2 separate regions of the Zea mays genome follow, and region 2 is linked to region 1. A link is a contact called in public Hi-C data. All regions are on one chromosome and are shown on one strand. Each heading gives the region's core, a stretch centred on a gene start, on an enhancer-like site or on the middle of the called end of the contact. The rest is flanking DNA. Distances are from core to core; before and after follow the strand shown. Region 1 holds the start of LOC100278798. Region 2 holds the start of LOC100286104 (39S ribosomal protein L12).

Region 1 (5,981 bases), core at 1,673-4,172:
CGCACGGGTACTCACCTAGTCCAACTAATAATTGTGTTAGATTGATCTAATCTAACTTATTTACAAGTCTATCGGTGTACCAGAGCCATGGTTTAGGGTCGGAACGGATTCTAGAAAAAAAAAACTCCTACGAGCCTCGGATTCATGTGCCTACCCTATGAAATTAAATATATTGGTGCGATTCATTCATGCGTGGATGGATGTATGGTTGTGCTGCGTACTCAGCCATGACAAATACTTAATTGAATTTTTTGTTTCTTTTTTCAAGAGAAAAAAAAAGTGAAGAAGAAGAAAAAAAAAAGAAACTATGCTTCCTCTTTACTGCACAGGTTCAGAGGAAAAATGATGGCCATCTTCTTATCTAGTGCTTTGCTTTTTCTGGAGCGACCAGGGCGGCGAATCTGGTAATGCTTGGCCGGAAGAAGAAAAAAAAACCCGGAGCCAGGACGTCTCCTAACACTGTTTCCCCGAGTTCTATGGGCCAAGCCATTCTCGGCAGAACCCGAGTTCTATAGGCCCAGTTATTTTGCTGCAGAAACCGAGTTCTATGGGCCGTCACGCTAAAGTAGACCGTCTCGCGGCAGCGTAGCGTAACCGTGTCGCGCATCCTGACTCTTCTTCGCTCGGGAACGGGGTGTTGGATGCTGCCGCCTGTGCCTGGTCTGGAACTCTGGATGGCCTTTGCTTGTCGCGGGCTAGTTTCTTCCTGGGAAGAATGCTTTTCTTTCGCCCTCCGAACAACGCTGCCGCCAAAAGTTTGGGAGGGCTTGCTTTCTCCATCAAAGCAATGGGCCGCCGCTCTCAACTCATGCTGCTCTTGACTTGACCCTGTTAAGAGGGGCATCATGGTATCTTTCTGCGCGGACAATGCTGATCAGGTTCGTGTCACACTCACACCTGGTATATCGTCTCGCCACCCGTAGCATTGAATGTCGTTCTCTCAGGATGCTTGTAAGCGATGCCATGTCGAGATCATTATTACAAGTTCTGTTTTCCTTTCTTTTTTTCTTTTTTGCGTCCTACGCAGTATATAGCATGAGCATTATACACTCCTCCCTAACATTTTGTCCCAATTTAGACTTGTTCGGTTATTTCTATCTCATATGAATTGTATGAGATTAAAAAAAATTATGAAAGATTTTGATTGAAATTCACTCAATCACATTCAATTCACATGAATTGAGAACAAAACAAACAAGCCCTTATATTTCCATGTGTTGTCCTGGACTTCTCTCTCCGGTTCAACATGCGAATATTCTGATGCTAATTAGACTGACTAAACACGAGCTAGTTATAGAATTACTTGCACAAATTGTGTCTCATTGGTAAGATGAATTTGTTAGCCTCATTAATCTATAATCAACATATGCTCACGGAAGCGTTGATTATCAACTAATTAGTCTTAATAGATTCCTCACACAAATCAATCTTAATTTATGCAATTAGATAATTAGCTTTGTAATTAACATATATTTAATATTCTTAATTGGTATCTACAGATCTGATATAAGAGCATCGACAAGAGCTCTCCAGAAGTGTTCTCTGAATCTAGTTTTTTTTGGAAAAACACAAAAACGTGTATCCAACAGTTCCCTAAAACGCTCCCAACTTTTTAATAGCCATTAAAACTCTCTCATTTATAGCTATAAATGAGAGGTTTTTTGGGCTCCCCAGAAACAATCTACCGCTTTAAGGGATCTATTGGAGAAAGTATTAAAATATACCCCACTAATTAATATAAGATGTCCCTTAAAACTGATTTTGAGGAGTCGTTTTCTGTGAGCACTTGGAGATGCTTAGTTAAAGTTTTTGGGACGAGGAACCAAACGCCTAAAAAGTGTATTTGGCATATAATTTGTCTATTATTTTTTATTTGTCGGTTTTTTGTTTAAAAATAAGCTAAGAGATGATAAATATTCGAAAACATAGGAGTGCATATTTTGTTTTATTTTATTTTTTTACAAAAATGGCTGTACGTTCTACTTACTTTCCATCACATATGTTTTGAGGTTCATCCAGTTTGAACCGAATGCTTAAAAAAAACCAAACGGAGAAGAAAAGCGCATCGCAAGTAGGCCACTATCTATCTGGACGACAGGTAACTCTCCTCGTCTATGGTCTCCAGCGTGGGCCTCCTGGACCGGGCACCGCTGGCCCAGTGCTTGGTGACGGCGATCTCCGCGGCGGCCGCGTCGTCCACCATCTCCTCCAGCCGCAGCCTGGGCGCGTCCTCCGGCGGTTGCGCGGCGACGACGGCGGCGCTGGCCACCTTGGCGGACCGGTGCGCCTCCCGGGCGGCGGCGGCGGCGAGGCGCGCCAGGTCGGGCGCCGCCAGCGGCGTGCCCAGGCGCTTCATGGGGAAGGTGGCGTAGACGGCGCCGAGCTGGAGCTCCTCGTCCGCGGGCAGCGCGGCGAGTCGCGCGCCGAGGCCGAGGCCCGCGCCGCGCGCGTGGACGTGGACGAGGAAGTGGCCCGGCGCGTCCATCATCAGCTCCGCCGCCGTCGCCGGCAGCGCCACCTGCCTGACGCCGCCGTCCGGGAGTATCACCCTCGCGCGCTTGCCGCCGGGCCTCGGCCCCGGCGCCTTGGCCAGCGTGCACGACAGGTAGTTGCCCATGGGCGATCAACGCGCGCACTCGGAGAGTCGGAGTCCGTCCTCCCGGGCTGTGAGAATTGAGATGAGATGAGATCAGTGAGCTCGTACACGTGTAGTGGCGGTGGCTAGCTGGGTATGACCCCCGCGTGAGGTGAGCTTGCCTGGGCGGGGAGGTCGCCGGTTTAATATAGCGCGGGCAAGCCGCGGGGCGGAGGAAGCGCTATGGAATGAAAACGCGTGTGGGCGAAGGCGACGGCGATGGCAAACTCCAAGTGAAGAGGGAAAGGAAAGGATGCGTGTGGTTTGGTGGCAGGGTGCGGACGGGCGGTGTCAGCGCAAGCCCCTTCCACATCCACTTGGGGTCGGGGTGCGATGATGATGCGGGGGGGGGGGGGGGGGGGGGGGGGGGGGGGGTTGTGTTTGGCGCGGTGGATGGGAAGGGATTGCGCGTGGGACGTGGTGGGGTCTCGCTGGTGTCCAGTCCAGGTCCGGCTGGGTTCTCACTTCTCAGCTACTCAGCTGGCTGCTGCAGTGACTGGGACGCGTGACGGAAAAGTGTCCCCGCTCGCTTCCCATTCGCGTACAAGGCGTCCCGGGTCTCCCCTCCCCTCCCCACCGCAACGCGTCCGATGCGGGCGGTTCGTCCTCGGCGGCGGCAGCCTTACCGTTGCCTGTCCCTTGCACAGTTGCCAGGTTGCCGAGTGGCGACCAACGTTTTGCTGCGCACCACCCCACTGCTTCTATCTGGGAGCTAGCTGCTTCGGGTTCGGAGCGGTCGAGTCAAAACCTTCTCCGAGTTAGTGCGTCAGGATTTTGACAGTGTTGTCCCGTTTTTAAGCTGTCCAGTCCTGTGACTTCGTCGCTAGTTTACGAGTCCTTGTGTCTTCTTTACCAGATTTTTTCTTGTTTTTGGACCGAGATATCACAGCTATAGTCGGGTTCTAAGAAAGAAACAGTCCGCGCGCCTCCGTGTCTTATTATTACACTGGAATGGCTTACCCTTCCGCAATTTAAACGTGCGCACCTACCTACTGTGGTTGCAGCTGGTTTACCTGTAACCCATGATTACTTTTTTTAAATATATATCCGTATCCATTTTGTAGGCTTCGAAATGGAGGCAGCAGGTGATACCAAGATGACAGGGCAGGGGGGCAAACATTCAGCAGTGACAGTGAGCCCGCCCCAAGACTCGAATTACGAAAACACAAAATATTTCTAGACTCGACACCTAACCGACCGACGTTTTGATTGCAAAACACTAACAGTAATTAAACGTACTACAAATAATCGGCCGACAAAACGACTCATACAGGACGCCAGGACCGGTTCCTCCATATAAAAAACCAAGTATTGCGCAAGTTCACATCCAATCGCCTGGGCTCTGCAGTCTGAACCGCACTGACAGAGACACAGACACCCCCGTCTGGAAAGTTAATGACCGCGCAGAGACAGTAGCTAGTAGTTATTAAGCATATCGACGAAAAGGATAGGTGCGAGTTGACCACGGAGCCCGCGCGACGCGAATAAGGGGGTGTTTGGTTTGCCCCTGCTAAAATTTAGCTCCTATCACATCGAATGTTTGAACCTCTGTTTGGGGTATTAAATGTAGTCGGATTATAAAACTAATTTCTCAGCCGAAGATTAAAAAGTGAGACGAATCTAGTACAGTTAGTTAGGTCTATATTTCTATATTTCATACTCCTATTTGAAAGTCAAACGCTTGATGTGACCCGGACTATAGTCCACAGAACTAAACACCCCTAATTCAACTCAGGTTGATAAGCAGCTGACGTTCAGTCCACATGCTGTCATGCTCTAACATTTGTTCGCTGTAAAGAATGTCCCGGATGAACCGCAGAGAAAATTTGAGGGATGTATAAGATTTTTTTAGAGATTGAAATTTTAACTAAATCTATATACTTCGATTTTTTAGGGGTGCAGGTGATAGGCTGCAGGAACCGCCATCGACGGTTCAACCTGGGCAGATGGTAGAAAATCATCACAGAAACACTCTGAATAAAGCATCGGGTCATCTCCAATCAAAGTCGATAAACATTAAACTGGTCCCGGCGAGAAGTTGCACAACCATAAAAAAACTACATGGAAAACCACGGAAACTAGTTTCGGCAGAGCCAGTCCAGAACAAGATACCTCCACAATGCGGGAACAGACTCTGAAGAGTAGCATAATTTACCAACCAGAAGCCGTAACTTTATGTTCTGATTGATCCGCGTCACACAGGCCACAAGTTTCTTCAGTTCATGTAACTTTGGTGCAGCCAAAATTAATGTCACTGCAGTTGCTTATTTGGGTGTAAAGTGTTTGAACAACAAAGAGAAAAACAAGCATCTCAGCAGGAGATGGACCTCCAACTCGTGCTGCCTAACTGCGAAAAGCATAAACAATCGCTTAAATCCAAAAATGGAACTTGATTGTACAGGATTCAACAAGCAAGAAGCCGCCTTATGAAGCAGACTCCTTGGCGATTTTCTCGGCCTTAGCAATGACTTCCTCAATGCCTCCAACCATGTAGAATGACTGCTCAGGGAGGTCATCATACTTGCCATCCAAAACACCCTGCACAATAGAAAAAATTCATACAAAAGCACCATAGTGAGGTCATACATTACTAACCAACAATTGGAGAAATAGAAACATCATGATGCAACATGGATAGAATGTAAGAATGTTGTCTGAGAAAATTAAATGAGGCCTCAAACAAATATGAGGGAGCCCAGCAAGCATCAAGTGTCGTCTACAGGTGCATCTCTAAGTATTGCGAGAAAGAATAGTGAGCAAATCATTATTTTCCAAACATCGGTTTTTGAGATAAAAAAAAGATTAAACTGTACCTGGAAACTCTTCACACTTTCCTTCAGCTCCACATACTTCCCTGGAGCACCTGTGAAAACTTCAGCGACATGGAAAGGCTGGCTCAGGAAACGCTGAATCTTTCTTGCACGAGCGACCGTCAACTTGTCATCCTCACTGAGCTCATCCATACCCAAGATAGCAATAATATCCTGAAGATTTTTGTAGTTCTGAAGAACCTTCTGAACACCACGAGCAGTATTGTAATGATCCTCACCCAGCACGTGGGGAGAAAGCATTCTTGATGTGGAATCCAGTGGATCGACAGCAGGATAAATACCAAGCTCAGAGATCTGCACAGGAAGCATGAAATCACAATGAGCAAATCATGTACCTAACACAACAGTCACATAAACCAAATGGACAAACCTGCCGTGACAACACAGTTGTAGCATCAAGATGGGCAAAGGTAGTAGCAGGAGCAGGATCTGTCAAGTCATCAGCAGGCACATATATAGCCTGGACAGACGTAATAGAACCCTTCTTTGTTGTCGTAATACGCTCTTGCAGTCCT
Region 2 (5,848 bases), core at 229-2,728, 180 kb after region 1:
AACAAGTATAACCCACCTTCTCAAATCCACCGTTTGAGTCTCGGTGGCTCACCATTCGAAGTAAGTCCGCGCTAGCTTTCCCTCCCAACACAAATTTTACTGCTCCCTAGTTCTCGAAACCAGGGCACATTTGCCAATCAGAAATCCAGAAGTAGAACTACACATACTGTAATACTCAACTGTGCATGCTTTTTATCTGAATCTTGAAAATAATTTATTCCTGTTTCCTGTTAGTGAAGGCTATTCCTCAAGAGACTAAGAGGAAACACATGATGGCATGGATAGTTTTAGACCGTTGACCCTTAAAATTTCAGTCAATAAACAGTGACGAGCAGAGCAGCATGAACCCTGCCAATAGAGAAGCCCATGGAAACAGTACGTAAATTCAAGAAAGCAGGATAATGTTATCCATATGGGCGACTTTGTCCAAAACAGCATACTCTTATGAACAGATACATATCTTTTTTTTCCACGCGTCTCCATGTACATGATGTCTAGATACACAGTAGAAGTTATGTATTTAGAAAAGCCCAAACAACTTACAATTTGGAAATGAAGTAACTCATTTTTACTTTGTAATTCAAAGGTCACAAAATCTTCATAGCAAATAACAATATAATAGTCCATTTCCATCCCAAAGCCCCACAACTAATGTCACATCCGACAACATAATGATGAGTGATTGATCATTGATACAATACTCTACAAGTTCATTTGATTAACGCGCTTGAAAACCTATTTGTGCAATGCCACATCAATTCTCCACAAGTTCATAGAGGAGAATTCTCCACAAGCCACTCATCCATCCTTGCACTTAAAAGTTGATCCGAAACGAAGCATAAATTTGCAGGACCTCACCACTGAAAAGGCTTGTTCTAATCAGTCAATAATGACCTTGGCGCCAACTGCCTTCATTCGCTCGACAATCGCCTGAGCCTCCTCCTTGGATAGGCCTCCCTTGATCACCGCAGGCGCCTTCTCCACCAGCTCCTTGGCCTCCTTCAGCCCCAGGTCAGTGAATGACCGGATCTCCTTGATCACCTTGATCTTGCTCGCAGCATCGTAGGCCTCCAGCCGCAGCTCGAAGACCGTCTTCTCAGCTGCCGCCGCCGCCTTCTCACCCGCCGCGCCGGCCGTGGCGCCACCGCCGCCCAGCCCCGTGGCGGAGTTGAGGATGGCGATGGGTGGCGCGGAGGGGATGTCGAGGCGGCGGAGGAGGAGAGAGGACAGAGAAGCAGTCTCCGCGAGGGTGAGAGAGGAGACCTCCTCGACGAGGCGCCACACGCGGTCGGACGGCGGCGGGCGGGACGGGGAGGACGGGTCGAAGGTGGAGGGGTCGTAGTCGGTGGGGAGCTTGCGGACGTCGATGAGCTCCTCGGCAGCAGCGGTGGAGAATGCGGCGGAAAGGCGAGGGCGGCGAAGGAAGAGGCCGTAGCCGGAGCGGAGCAAGGAGGAGGCCATGGCGACGAGGCTAGGGTTCTGGCTGCGGGATGCAGCATGGGAGAGGAAGATGCGTTTGGAAGTTTGGATCTGGGCTTAGGCCCGTGTATAAAATTTCGGCCTGATAAGAAGAGATGGGTTCAGTTAGCAGTGCTGAAGCTTCTTAGATCACGGACGCATTTTGATTTGGAAATAACATGGGTAGTTCCTCCAAAAGACGCACATGGCTAGTTAACAGTGACTCGATCAGTTGAAGCATTGAGAAGTGTGTACATCAATCGAAGTGCCAGAAAACTCGAGGGTACAAAACATTGTGCCAGAAAACATCAAAGTTCATATCCATCACTTGAAATGAAAAATTGCAACTGCTACGGATCATCCAAGGAAATGCAAAGTTCATGAGCTTTGCTTAGGTCTACACCGATATAGTCTCACTACAGACTATATCAATTACCAATACAAAAATTGAGTGTACAAAAAGCCAATTGGGAATGTTCATCGTCGACGATTCCGTGTTTCCTCCGGAGTGTAGCTCTTTCTATGTCCGTCAGAAGATGTGAACAATGTCATAAGCAAATCTATATACGTCGTCAAGGATGAACTCATGCAGAAACGGACCAACACTGAAAACAGATGAATATAGATAGGAAAGACGCATAAACATGTTTTGAGTTTAGAAAAAAATAAACTGCTTTGCTGGTTCACTGATTGTTTTCTATGATTGTCTAAAATGTTGAATTTTTATTTATATTCCACAATGACAAAATATATGGCAGCAGTAAACACAAATCTGAAATATTCGTTGGTAGGCGTTCAGTCCCTCGATAATAGCAGCATGTTACCCAATCTACAACCAGTGGAGTATGAACATGTTGGTTTACCATCCCAGCCGGTTGCAATCTTCAGCCTATCTAATCAAATAATCTATATAAGCACAAGAAGAACAGAAATAAAGTATGAATAGTACTGTTTTTAAATTGTCAACGAAAAAGGATACGTCCAAAACAGCACGAATGACTGCAAAAGGAAATTGCACTGTATTAGGACATCATTAAACAACACGACAAGCAACAAAATATGACATGGCAGTAAACAAGGGCTTACCATCAGGCCACCAAAAACTCCTTCAATTGAAATCCTGGTCCAACTATCGAAGTACGCCTGGACTGAAAACTTTGACTTCGCTAAGAGCCCAATAGATGCAACCATCATTATCAGAAAGTAGAAGACAAACCCCATCAAGCCTGTGAATCCCCAGATTCCAGCAACAACTCCACCAATGATTGACAAGAATGTTCGACTGTAACATGCAAATACCTCATGTTTAGGAATTAGGATAAACCACCATAGTTAAAATAACAAACCAGTCAAGTATATTCAACATGAGAGGTCCTAATAATACATTAGAAGGGAAAGTTGAGGGGTGTGTCATCACACACACACAAAAAAATCTTCATACTTTATGGCCAGGCACAACACTAAAAATATGAAACTCTTTGCACATAAACACGCCTAGCGGATCTAAGGGAATCCGGAGTGTTGGGAATAAAGAGATCCTAGTAAGTTAGGGTCGACCTCATACAAAACAAGCTTGACTCTAAGGAGGTTCAAAGCAGAGAAATCTTGAAGGCGGGCCTTAAGGCAAAGACATGGTCTCAAGGACTAAAATATTCATTTGCATGTGCTGCAATAGTCGTAGCGCATCTGACAGTATGACACTGGCACCTTCCCCTGTCATGGCTGCCGCTGCGTGTGGAGGCCCTCACTGTGGCTGTGGTCGTCAGTCAGAACAGGAGGTGTGGAGTGGAGGGGATGGAGCAAGAATCACTGGGGTGTGGGCAGCAGACAACGTCTGCGCTGAGGCGCGCGGCGTAGGTGCAGGGGGCAAAACAGGTGGCACTGAGCTGGGGTGGTGATGAAGGGGGCACAGGTGGTAAATGCGGGTGGGGGCGGAGGTGCAGCTGGAGGACGCAGAGGAGACATGCAGATGCGACTGTGGGTAAGGATGAAAACGGTTAGAAAATCCGGTAATTTTCCGGTACCGTTTACCGGATTTTTTCGCCCATTTTCGGATTTATTGGGATATATGAAAAACGGTACGAAACTGGGATAATGGGTTCCGAAAACGGTACAATAAACGGTGAGATGTCTTTACCGACCTTTTTCGGATTTTTGGGAAAATCCAGTAAGTTCCTGTATTCGGGAAAATCCGGTAATTTATCATATTCCCCATATTTGGTAAAATTCGATGAATTCTCATATTTGGGAAAATCGTCTTCTTATCCATAAGTAAATAATTAATGTTAGTATAATTATCTTATTACTTATCGATAGTAGTCATTTCTTAAACCAAACATCTCATAACATATTGTATTTAAACATCATGTAAATTTAAACAATTTGCATTGAAACACTTTTCAGTTGTAAACATCATGTAATTTAACTTATGTATCATGTGTTTGAGACTTATGTATTGTATGGTTAAAACTTTTGAGTGGACGTATATGATCATCTGTGTGTGGTCAAAACTATGTATTGTGTATTTGTGTGGTTGAGACTTGTATGTGGATGTGAATGAACAATCGTATGTTTAAGAGTTATATATTGTGTGGTTAAAACTTATCAGTGAACATGTATGCTCAATTGTGTGTGGATAAGACTATGTATTATGTATTTATGTGATTGATACTTGTTTGTGGAAGTAAATAAACAATTGTGGGCGGTTAGAACTCATTTATTGTGAGTTTTTCGATTTAAGTTACCATTTTCTGATCGATATATTTTGTCCAGATTTATTTGTTTTCAATATACCGGAAATTATCGGCCGTAATCCATTTCCAACTTCCTGTTTTTCGATTCTGACCAAACAAAAAATTATACGGGTGAAAACAGAGAGGGTTTTTCCGACCGTTTTCATCCCTTTGTGGGTGGCACCAGGTTGAAGACGGATGACAGAAAAACTGAAGTCTCAGATGCTCGGGAATTTGCATCTTGATTTTTTATTCAATGTTGTGGGGCCCACCTGAATTTTGCTCCAGACCTTATATGCAACGGAGGTGGCCTTTGAAATACATGGGATACACCTTACGGGCGAGGTCACCCATAAACATTTGTGATGCCCTAAGCCCCTAAGGGATAGTTCTCACCTCTACAGAATAAAAGATTCATATGAGATAACTGCTCAGGAGTCAGGGCTCATGGATAACAGTATGAACTTCACTGTTCGTCAAGCATCATGGAATCCAATCCCTAGTTCCTAGGCCTAGCGATGTAATAGCATGAAGAACAAAGCAGATCCAGTTAATTCAACATAAATCAGAGCTATTGACAGGTCATTAAACTGTTAACATTTACTAAATCTCTCTCGAGTGACCCCCACAACTTGTAGGAAAAATATTTCAGGTTATCATCTCGCAACTCCCTTCTTCGTCTCTGATCAACACACTTTAAATAGTCTATAGTCTAGCCAAGTGCAACACTTAACACCACAAAACCCTTTGCACACCAAACACACCTAGCAGATCTAAGGAATAGTTATCACTTCTCGACAGAATAAAAAAGTCTTGGCAGATACTGCTCAGTGCTCATGGATAACAGTATGAACTTCACTATTTGTCAAGCATTGCGGAATTCAATCCCTAATCCCTAGGCCTAGCAATGTAAATGAAGAGCAAATCAGATCCAGATTATTATGAGTAGCAGGGTTCAACTAGCCATCTATAGAAAGGAGCAATTCACATATCACAAAGTTTACTAAATCCCTCTCTTGTGACCTCCACAACTAGGATGACTGCAAGTTGACATAAAATTTGTAGGAAAAGATATTTCAAGTTATCAACTCACAACTCCCTCCTTCCTCTCTAATTGGCATTTAAACACTCTATAATCTAACTTTTACAAGCAAAACTCCCCATTACACAAGGGATGTAAACTACCTGAGGTTGGGCTACCAGTTCAAAAGATCTCGCTAAATCCAGATCAAAACTAACATTAAACTAAGCGCACCTCCAGATCGGATCGAGCGCGTGGGGAGGCCAGAGGGGGAGGAAGCTAGAGAGAGACACACCTGTAGTAGACGGACTTGACGTTGCTGGTGAGGTTCTCTGCCTGCAGGATCGGGACATCGTCAGTTGAAACGCCACCGGCCGCCGCCATCGCCGTGACTGTTTCGCGGGAGATTCGGACGCAGAGGTTGGGGCGGAATCACGGAGGGTACAGCGGAACGGCGCTCGCCGGCGAGGAGAAGGCAGGACGTCGGCGGCGCGGCGTTCGTCGGCGGTGGGGGTCGATGCGGCGCTCGCAAATCGCAAGGAGGCAAGGTGCTAGCGAGAGAAAAAAACGAGAAAAGGTCCTTCCGGACTGTGTTATCAGGGACGTTTGGAATACGGGATTTTTTAACTGCTTCTCG

The links. A called contact is a pair of places that touch in the nucleus more often than the background predicts.
Region 2: a contact with region 1 is called in a Hi-C map of ear, with 2.3 times the contacts expected there. The contact joins the promoter of LOC100286104 here to the promoter of LOC100278798 in region 1. A contact is called at or near these places in 2 of 25 Hi-C or Micro-C datasets (ear and leaf).

What each region holds. Positions count from the first base shown.
Region 1 is chr8:67,217,795-67,223,775 of Zm-B73-REFERENCE-NAM-5.0, forward strand. LOC100278798 reads right to left here and starts at 2,923. Exons shown (of 1, transcript NM_001151957.2): 1 at 1,933-2,923. The coding sequence starts at 2,617. The coding sequence ends at 2,084. It overlaps LOC100285442 (ATP synthase beta chain), which reads right to left. Exons shown (of 9, transcript NM_001158335.1): 7 at 5,837-5,981; 8 at 5,449-5,760; 9 at 4,771-5,173. The coding sequence ends at 5,060.
Region 2 is chr8:67,399,764-67,405,611 of Zm-B73-REFERENCE-NAM-5.0, forward strand. It overlaps LOC100286104 (39S ribosomal protein L12), which reads right to left and starts at 1,479. Exons shown (of 1, transcript NM_001158992.2): 1 at 549-1,479. The coding sequence starts at 1,461. The coding sequence ends at 880. LOC100383916 (Rab5-interacting family protein) reads right to left here and starts at 5,791. Exons shown (of 4, transcript NM_001355672.1): 1 at 5,507-5,791; 2 at 2,545-2,740; 3 at 2,438-2,457; 4 at 1,670-2,018. The coding sequence starts at 5,595. The coding sequence ends at 1,988.